Regions from separate parts of the Sus scrofa genome. Here region 2 is linked to region 1. Evidence: chromatin contacts called from public Hi-C data. All regions are on one chromosome and are shown on one strand. Each heading gives the region's core, a stretch centred on a gene start, on an enhancer-like site or on the middle of the called end of the contact. The rest is flanking DNA. Distances are from core to core; before and after follow the strand shown.

What was found. Hi-C and Micro-C count contacts between places; a contact is called where the count stands out from the background.
Region 2: a Hi-C map of alveolar macrophages shows a contact between it and region 1, with 2.2 times the contacts expected there. The contact joins the enhancer-like site here to the promoter of SELENOP in region 1. A contact is called at or near these places in 19 of 47 Hi-C or Micro-C datasets (alveolar macrophages, embryonic fibroblasts, epiblast stem cells and 10 more) and 2 of 2 datasets of contacts at active chromatin or transcription factors (alveolar macrophages and skeletal muscle).

The regions. Positions count from the first base shown.
Region 1 is chr16:27,543,770-27,549,327 of Sscrofa11.1, forward strand. SELENOP (selenoprotein P) reads right to left here and starts at 4,094. Exons shown (of 5, transcript NM_001134823.1): 1 at 4,047-4,094; 2 at 929-1,144; 3 at 1-178. The coding sequence starts at 1,131.
Region 2 is chr16:27,619,687-27,624,837 of Sscrofa11.1, forward strand. It overlaps the pseudogene LOC106506477. Among named protein-coding and RNA genes, the nearest start is that of SELENOP, 74 kb to the left of the region's middle. Within about 2 kb of position 3,490, at least 8 of the 83 cell types and tissues checked have an H3K27ac peak or open chromatin away from gene starts, as enhancers often do. A contact at or near this core is called in alveolar macrophages, fetal liver and liver, where this site is marked.

The sequences.
Region 1 (5,558 bases), core at 2,844-5,343:
TAAGAGAGTCCAGACATCTGTTTGGTTTTCTTCTTGTTGATAAACAGGAATATGCTCTGAAACCTTACTTTTAAGATACACATATTTTAATTGAGAAGCAATTCCTTGATGATTAACAACAATGTAGGAGATGTTAGAATATCCTTCTTTCTCCAGTTTTACTCGCAGGTCTTCCAATCTAAAATATTTGGAAAAAATACAAAAAAGGAATAATCTCATTTTCTTAGTGATTTCTCCCTTTCTCCTAACTCTGTATTTTTTTAACATGAAATGCTTTTGTTACTTTTTTACCTAGTCATACCTCTTCTTTATATTGTTTTAAAAGACTAAATAACTGTTTTTAAAGACCACTGGTTTTCTAATTATTTTTTTGAGCACTTAGACCCAGTTAAAACCATATGCCAAGTGCTTGCACAGACATTATCTCATTTAGTCCTCAATTAATCCTATGAAGTATATATATTTTTAATCCAGCTCACAATTACAGAGAATTGTACCCAATAAATATTTGGCAAATAACCTAACAAATATTTATTTATAAATTTGTTAAATGATTCAAGTCTTTTGGTGTCAAATCTAGCATCCAATCTACTCTGGCAAAGCTCATGTCTCTCTGCTTCCTATTGAATAATGAGTCCATTTGCAAGAGTACATTTTAGAATTGTTTCATTACACAAATAATATATATTTAGTAGGGTATTATAAAATACAGGTAACACAAAAAGGAGAAGAAATTTCCATAGCCCCAAGAAAACCACTGTAAACATCCTTCTAATCTTCTTTTTCTAATGTTTCATGGAAACATATATAGTTTTCTTTAAAAAGTGACTTAATAAATATCTTTTTTCACTTTTATTTTATTTTATGTATGCATATGTTTAATAACTATCCCTTTAAGAAATCCTAGGCCACAAGAAAACTGCCTTACCTGGATGCCTGCAGAATACACAGGTATCAGCTGGCCTGAAGAAGAGCAACCACAGTCACTGAACCATAGGAGTTCAGCATGGGGTCTTGGTCCTTTATGCTCCAGCCTGGAGGTTGCTCACAGAAGGAGCTTTTCCCCTGGCTCTCTGTTCCTCCCCAAGAGAGGAGACAGAGAGCCAGGGCCAGCCCCAGGCCTCTCCACATTGCTGGGGTCGTCCTGGAAAAGAGAAAACCTTTCTGTATTTTCATGGATGACATCACAGTCAAAACTAGAAACTTCTATAATTCTACTTTCTACAAATAGCTAGCCAGTGGTTTCTATCTCTATGTTGTTGGGTTCATTATGTTGGGCCTCTTAGCATCAAATCTCCCTGTAAAGGGGAAAAGGTCAGCCAGAGGCAAGAAAGCTGTCAGAACACCTCTTAACTATCTGGCCTAGCAAGATACTTTAGCAGGCATGTTTCAGAGGTCTGCCTGAACAGGCAGCCAAGGATGTCTCTAAGAGAAGATACATGTTTAGGAAAATTTTGAGAATGTAGCCTCTACAACCAAGCATTCTGCAAACATTTTTTATTTGAAACACACCAAGTTCTAACTGCTTCTTTCTATTCTCTTCTTTCTGTTCTTCTAATCTAAGAAAGGAAAGGGTAAATAGGAGATTGTGTACAGAAATGAAAAGTCAGCACGGAAACCCACGAAGAAAGGAGGTAGAGTAAGGCAGCCTGCTAACATGAAGAGATTCAGAAGTCATGCCTGCCAAAATGTTGCTATCACATCCAAGACAAAGATGGACCAATGGAAAAATGACTGACCAGAAAGAAGTATTACAAGTCACGGGCCCCTGTACCATTTAAGACTCACTGAAATCTACACTGCCTACTTACTGGCTACCACTACTTTCAGGAAGTTCCTGAGACTAGATAGCATTTTCTTGGGTAAAAAGATGACCCCTCTTAAAGTTAACTACCTGATGAGAAATATTCCCAAAATAAGGGCCAGCACTCTCTGCAGAAAGGTACAAATAAAGCAAGGGAACCATAGACAGGCGGTAGGGAAAAGAAGAATACTTTCAGCAGAGACGAGCAGAAAAAGAAAAATCCCCACATTTTATGCAAACATTTAATTTTTATTTGAGATCTACCAAGTTAATCAGTTAATCAGGCTCATTTTGATATGACAGTCTGTGTGGAGAGATAAGAACAAAATTCCAGATCTGAGAAGTTGGCACATCTTCAGGCACAGATCTGGGATATTTAAAAAAAGTAGAAGTGGTTTTTTGCGGGGAGGGTACAGAACAGTGGAGGGAGGATAGGCAGTTAATAAGTTACTTAGACTGAGCCCAGAATTAAGAGGAAATAGAAAGGCTAAAATCAGATTGATTTGGGCTCTAATGCACTAGTAGATATAGTTAAACTTTTTAAAACCTGATTACATTTCACATTATTTGACACCACAAAACCCCTAGCTATATAGAGTATCTTGATAAAAGCATAACCAGAGGGAGAGAAATAAAGAGGGAGGGGGGAATTTAAGAGAGGATAAATTAAATGATTTATTAAGGCCATCCAAACTCTTCTAATATCTTTAAAATTCTAGTTTTAAAAAAGGACAGGCCATGTTTGGACTAACTCTAGGCAATTTCTTAGCATAGTTCTTATACTGAGGACATAATTATCCTTATTATAGCTACCATTTGTTAAGCATTTATAGAACGACATGCTGATGGCACTAAGCACTTTTTAATATCATGTCAGTCAGTCTTTGCATCTATGTGACAATTATCCCCTTTGCAATTGAGAAAATTACAGCTAAGAGAGAGAGCTTAGGCATCTTGCCCAAGTCCGCACAAGTACTGAATCACAGGAGAAACTGGATTCAAACCGGTTCTGCTAATTCCAAAACAAGACCTCTTAGCTACGGTTTTTAGACAGGTCAACTTTTAATAGCTCTAGGAGCCAGGATTTTTGCCCTAAGATGACAAAGAGAATGTCAAAATTATTCAAGATGTTTTGTTTCTTACTAGAATGGCTAGATTTCTCTGCTTTCTGGAATACACTTGGCACCGTCACTTTGCCATACAGTATACCATTCCGAATGGCTGAATAGTGAATATAAATGAAAAGGTTCTATCACGTATTTCTCATTTTTTTTTTAATGAAAAATAACTAAAGCCATTGGCAGAGGATAGTGGATTATATTCAGATTTTCCTGTCACTGAATCAATAGGCTGTTCGGCTTTGTTTTCGTGAGCTCATTTTTTACATAATAAACTTCTGATTGATTACAGCTGTCAGGCAGCTGTATAAAATAGTGACAATAAATAAGAAAATTAGATTTCCTGGAAGGCAGTGCAATAACAATTAAAATGTAGTTGTGAATTTCATTAATCTCACCACTTTCAATCACAAAACCTAGATTTGTTGGCCACATACAGACTTACATTTGTTTAAAATACCCCATCAGAAGGCAAAGTATGCACAATCTTTTTCCACCCTCTTCCCCTGAATTTCAGACTCCCATCTGAGGGTCCCACCTCACTCACCTGAAAACCACCTCACATTTAATCACAGACCACCTGATTCTGACACAGGTTTAACTCTTTCCAGGGTGATCATTTCCACACAGTGAACCAAACCTGCCCTCCCCTTTTGCTGCTGTTCTTTAATGCGAAACTGCTCACAATACCCTGGACGTTTCTACAGCACTGTGGAATGGCCATATTTCAGTCCTTGCTCTTCAAACCCATGGGCTATTTTTCCCCTTAAAGCTCTCACTCTGCCTTTCGTGGGAGATACGTAAGCGTGAACATACAATATTGCCCGTAAGACAGCACAACTTTTTGCAAAGTAAAAGTGTTCGATTTCTCCAGCCTCCATTGCCCCCATCTTCATCCTTAGCTGTGCAGAAGGCAGGGCAAAAATTAGCAAGAATTGTCAATGTGCCCACTGCCGGAGTTTAGACTCTTTTGTTCTTTCTTCAGTATTACTTTTATTTTCTTTACCAATCTTTTTTTTTTTAAATCTATTCTAAGGACAGAAACATTTTATCAGACTCAAAAATCAAGTTATTTACCAAACTCTCAAGGAATCAATCATGAAAAACACAAAGTTCCTACTTACACGACCCCTTCCGACTAGCTTGCTTCCTTTCTCTTTGCTCAGCTCGGCAGCTCCACAAAGCCACAGCCAGAAACTTGGATATTTATAGTCCTGTTGTTTACCTCACTCTTCAGTCATAATCCAAAGTTCAGTGCCCGCTCAGGCGGTGACCTTGCAAGCAGAGCAAACCCCTGAAATGATTCTTATAATCAACTTTTTAAAAAAGTAGTAAGCACTGCCAGGCATAAAATGGGGAGAAAGTTTTTTGGCAATTACAATTTTATTCCCTATCCTTTTCAGTCACCCCAGTGTCTAGGATTTAATGGTACAGTCTGGGGCGGGAGGAAGGGCTAAGGGTAAAGAAGGCCTCCAAGTCATGCTCTTTTCCAAACTATAATAGGGAAAAACATTTGCTGAGCCAGCAAGTTAAGCTGCCGCTTTAAAAAAAGAAAAAAAATTTTTTTCTTCTGTTTGTAGTGGCCAGGTGCTAGCCTAACCCAAACTGTGAGCTTTGTCAGAAAAGTCATCTGCTCTTTCAAATCTTTCCTGTCTCCTATTGGTACAGATCTGCTAGGATTATTTTGCAGTGTTTAAAACCTGAATCTCTGTGGAATCTCACAGTATCTCTGCTCCTTTCTTTTTCATTTGAGGAAATGAATAAGGAAATAGGGAGGGAAACCAGGCCTCATTCTTCTCATCACAGAAGTCCTGCTCCCTGGAAGATTTATGGATCTGACAGAAATTTTTTAAGTATTAAAAAAAAAAAAAAACACTTTACAAATTTAAATACCACACAAATACAAGTTAGCTGTGATAGTGGCTAGACAGGAAACGGGTATAGAAATTCCAAAATGTAAAACTAAAATTGAAAATTCCTTCTCTTTCAGAAGTGGATAAAGTCTTTCCACCAATGGCTACAAATGAGCACACACATACCCCCTCTGTGATGCGTAAGGGCAGGAGCAATGTCAAATGATATCAGCCCTGGATGGTGATGGTTTTCAAGTAAGCCTTGCTTTCACTATGGATGCATTTTTGTGCAAACAAACTCCTATTGATTGCTGCAAGCTGGGTTCTATTGTACAAGATGCAGGAAGTACAAAGAGGCTCAGATGGTTATCTATGCTATAAAGAAACATACTGTCGAAGTAGAAGCCTGGCATTTGAAAGCCAAATTCTATTTCCTCACACTAAGCAGTTGATCTTAACCTTTTGAGGTCCCAGATCCCTTTGAGAATCCAGTGAAATGTTTAGTTTTTCCCCAGGAAAAAAAAATACACCTATACATAGCTTGCTTTTTAAAAGAATCTTGTGGGGGGGTGGGAATTGTATAAAGCAGATGATCCTATGGTTCATTTTCCTGACAAATTTATACAGTCACATTGGGTCCATCTGTAACAGAAAATCAAGTATTGGGCCATCAGCTCCTTCCTTTACCTGAGGCTTAGCCGCTGCCTCCTGTGTCAAAGAATTCCCTCCAAGTGTGTAGCTAGCTCCAAGACGAAGTGCCCAGGATTGTGTGTGTCCAGGTCC
Region 2 (5,151 bases), core at 2,240-4,739, 75 kb after region 1:
ACAATGACATGTAAAGGACATTTTCTCCCAAAGCAGATATAATGGAAAACAGTATGGAAGTTCCTCAAAATATTAAAAATAGAATTATGATCCAGCAATCCCACTTCTGGGTATTTATGTAAAGAAATTCAGATTAGAGTCTTGAAGCTACACTCCATATTCACCACAGCATTATCATAATAACCAAGATATGGAAATAACCTAAATGTCCATCAACAGATGGATAAAGAAAATGAGGTATATACATACATAGGACATTATTTAGCCCTAAAAAATTTAGGAAATCCTACCATCTGTGACAATGTGGCAGACATTATGTTAAGTGAAATAAGCCAGACACGGGAAGACAAACTCTATGATCTCACTTACTTGTGAAACCAAAAATAGTCAAATTTATAGAAGCCAATAGTAGAATGGCAGTTGCTGGGGGTGGGGGAAGGGAAAATGAGTAGGTGATGGCCACAGGGTACAAAGTTCCAGTTATGCAAGATACTAAGTTCTGGAGACCTACTACACAGCATACTGCATATAACAAACAACACTATACTGTGTGCTTATCATTCGCTAAGAAGGTAAATCATATAATTTATTCTTTTGTTGTTTGTTTTATGGCCACACCTGGGGCATATGCAAGTTCCCAGGTTAGGGGTCAAATCACAGCTACAGCTGCTGACCTACACCACACCCACAGCAACTCAGCCTACACCCACATCTCCAGCAATGCTGGCTCCTTAACCCAGGGAGCAAACCCTCGTCCTCATGGATACTAGTCGGGTTCATTACTGCTGAGCCACAATGGGAACCACCATTAATTACTCTTACCCCCCAAAATAATAATGGTAATAATAATAAAGAGGGCAATAGCAAACTTTGGCAAGTGATACATATGTTTATGGACTTGATGGTGATGGTGTCACAGACACACACTAATCCCCAAACCCATCAAGGTATACACATTAAGTATGTTTCGATTTTTACATGACATACCTCGATACCATTTTTTAATAAATAATGAGTTTGGGGCTAGAAACTATTGCATCTGGAATGGATAAGCAATGAGATCCTGCAGTATAGCACAGGGAACTACATCTGATCACCTGTGATAGAACATGATGGAGGATAATGTGAGAAAAAGAATGTATGAATGTATAGCTGGTCACTTGGCTGTGCAACAGAAACTGACAGAACATTTTAAATTTTTTAAAGTATACTCAATTTACATAAAATTACAAAACTCCTAGAAAATAATAAAAATTTTCTTGGGGATTCATCTGTTACGGTCACTGTATCGTCTAAACAAAGGGAATAACTCTAGCCCTGAGGCAGGAGGGTCTGGGGATTACATTCCTAAATGAGTTTTTAAAGACCCCACTGTTTTGTTTTTTTTGTCTTTTTGCCATTTCTAGGGCCGCTCCCACGGCATATGGAGGTTCCCAGGCTAGGGGTCGAATCGGAGCTGTAGCCACTGGCCTATGCCAGAACCACAGCAACGCGAGATCCGAACCGCATCTGCGACCTACACCACAGCTCATGGCAACGCCGGATCGTTAACCCACTGAGCAAGGGCAGGGACCGTATCTGCAACCTCATGGTTCCTAGTTGGATTCCTTAACCACTGCGCCACGACGGGAACTCCTTTTTTTTTTTTTTTTTTTTTTTTTAAGACCCCACTGTCTTTAAAAGTCTACCCACTGTTCCCTACTTCTATAGCATGTCCAGATTTTAACAGCTCCCCCCGCCTCCCCGTTTTTCATTGTTGTTTTTTGGGTTTTTTTTTTTTTTTTTCTTTTTAGGGCCACACCTACAGCATTTGGAGGATCCCAGGCTAGGGGTCAAATTGGAGCTATAGCTGCCAGCCTACGCCACAACCACAGCAAAGCAGGATCCGAGCCACCTCTGATACCTACACCACAGCTCACAGCCAACTCCAGATCCTTAACCCACTGAGCAAGGCCAGGGATCCAACTTGCATCCTCATGGATGCTAGTCAGATTCGTTTCCACTGAGCCATGACAGGAAGTCCAAGATTTTAATAACTCTTAACTTGGTATCACATTCAGTTAAATCACTCTGAATAAAATCAAATAAAATCCTATTGACTTCGTTTTAGAAAGAAAAAAGTAACACCATAAACTGCTTTGGGAATAATTCTAACACTCTAAATAGGAAGCATTTAAGTGTAATATGGCCTGATGAGAGTATCACATCTTAGAACTGAATTTCCCTCTCATTTTGGTGTTTAAGTTTTTAATAACCTCCTTCGGCTGTAACATTGACTGGTAAACATTAAAGGCTCTTTAACACAGTCTATTTTTATATCACATATACCCAATGATATCTCTGATTTTATGCATATGTATTTTATATTTGCAAACCAGAGGAAGCTACTTCGTGGTTCTATTCACATTAAGCAGATTCATGCATTCGAGCATATTTCTAAAATATTCTTTTAATATTTTAACTTGAATGTAAAGCTTAAAGGTATATATGGAAAATAAATTCTGAAAGATAATAACTGAAGTATAAATAGATGCTACAGATTTTATAGAAAATGGGGATTATGATGCATACACTGTAGGATTATTATGAGCTTTAGAATAATTACAGACATGAGTCTGCTTCCTCACCTGTAAAGTGTGACACAAATGGAGACTATTACTATTACCTACATGGTGACTGGGCTTCCATGGAAGGAAGATTTTTGTGACTAACTGTGGTGTTCTAACATCTCTGGGTTCTGATGTTAGTCAGAGAGCTGGGGGAGGCTGAGCAGAGAGGCATTACCCCTAGTTTCAGAAATGAAACCCATCTACCGCTCACTTTTCCCTGCCCTGCTCACCTTTGCAAGTAAAACCCACCAAACTCAATGAAAGCCAATGGGCTGGGAAACCACAGTCAGGTACCGGAAGGGCTTCCAGTGATTAACCCATTTGTGGGGGGATGTCAGGTGAAGGGGGGCTGCACAACAAACAGAAAGAGCCTTCAACACATGGTTCTTACAAAGGCCTGTTAAAGCTGTGGGCAATGTAAGGACAAATGTAAGTTAACTAAAAAATAAGAGGCTAAACTCTACCAGTTGAAAACAAGGGAAGAGCTATCCTCCCCCTTCCCTTTATCTTCGAGCATTAACTTTAGAAAAGCTGTCATTGTGAGTTCTTTCTCTGTCTCTTTGAAAGGTGTGCGAATCTTTTTTAAAAGCTCAATAGCCTCCTGTCGTTTTTTCGGACCCAGGAATGTCTTTCTCAAGGACCTGGGAGTCATCTCTTGGAAATGCAAACATGAGGGAAGACAAGGAACCAGTCTCTCTGGGAGGATCAGAGCCCAACTTGAGTGGATACCCTGCTTAAAACCTAGTGTCAGAAAGAAGTCTGTTTCCCTTGGATAAAGCCAATCAGCTAACCCAGAGGGTCACCCCAGTGCCAGAGGAATCTAGGATGAACTGTGTGGGGCCAATGGTCCTCTAACCTGAGGACTAGTTGATGTTTATCTAGAGAAAATGCATCCAACAGTGGGGTCGGCTTGACTCCATAAAAGGGTAAGATTTCCCTCTGGCTTTCCATTCCCTTAGTGGACTGCCTGTGATGCTTATTGAATTTTGGTTTAATGCTTATTCAATAATAAAGCTGTTTTCTTTCTACTCTCTCTTCGTGGAGAAGTTTCCTAGCTTGGGAGAAATTCCGTTTTTAATTATATTTCCTCAACAACAATTACCCTGCTCACATGGGTCTGCCTCAGAAAGAATCACATAACACAAAATACCCATTGCTATGAACTGCTAGGGCAGAATTTGATGTGAAGAGAACTGAAATAACAGCATGAATCTCACAGAATCACATAAACAAGCTATAGATGTTATCATGAGGCCATTATGTTATGAGACTGTGTTTCCTTCTATCAGATTTCTGTGAAATTTGAGATGAGGGCAGGAGTTTAAAATGTTTCAGTTGCATACAATTCATGAAGACCAGAGGGCAGGAGTCTTTTTTTAAGGAAGAGGGAGTTCCCTGGTGGCCTAGCAGTTAAGGATCTGACATTGTCACTGCTGTGGTACAGGTTTGATCCCTGGCCCAGGAATTCCACATGACTAGGTCAAGGCCAAAAAAATAATAGTAATAAAGGTACAAATTCTGGATTGTTCAAGGAAATTGATTAAATTATAAAGAACATATTTCACAAACTTTCTGAAAATAATAGATAAGTGTCTACTATGCATGGATAACTATTATTAACATTCAGATGCATGTCTTTTCAATCTTTTCTCCTTGCATGGTTTTGAGCTTGCTTTTAGGTTTTTGGTTTGTTGTATATTTGTCATCAGACTGAGTACACAGGTATATACCTTGCCTTTTTTTTTTTTCCCAACTGCGCATTGACAAGAGTCTTTTGTATTTCCAAAATCTCATCGTATCTGCTTGAAAAATCCATTAAGTGAATTATTAATAGTTTATTTCACCACTCCCCTATTGAGAACACCTGATTTTGTTTTTGCCACACCCACAGCATGCAGAAGTTCCTGGGCAGGGATTGAACCACAGCAGTGACAATGCCAGACCATTAACCTCTAGGTCAACAGGGAACTCCCAAGAACACGAGTTATTTTTAATTCTAGTATTATTCAATACCAGAAATTAAACTGGAAAGAAAATTTGCATGCAGAAAGCTAAGTCTTAAGAATATATTTACAGAAATCAGATGTTTTCACCAGCAATTTTCATTCTTTTCTGGCAAAGGGCATTAAGATCAGCATGTTTCTTGTATTCACCATTTACTTTTGAGAAACACATGATCATTCCCTTGAGTATCGTTCATACTCAGGGTTCATAAATCTGGGCCTTCACAAACTGGACTTACTACAGTGACATCTGGCATTTCAATTTGGGGTTAACAGATACACACTACTATTTATAAAATGCATCATCAACAAGGACTACTATATAGCACAGGGAATTCTACTCAATATTCTGTAATAACCCATATAGGCAAAGAATCTGAAAAAGAATAGAAATGTGTAACTGAATCACTTTGCTGTAAACCTGGCACTAACACACTGTAAATCAGATTCTAATAGAAAATAAAAAAATAAAAAATAAAATTCACTTAAAATTTTTTAAATAAATTTTTTTAAAAAAAATTCCCTGGAATGAGTTGTTT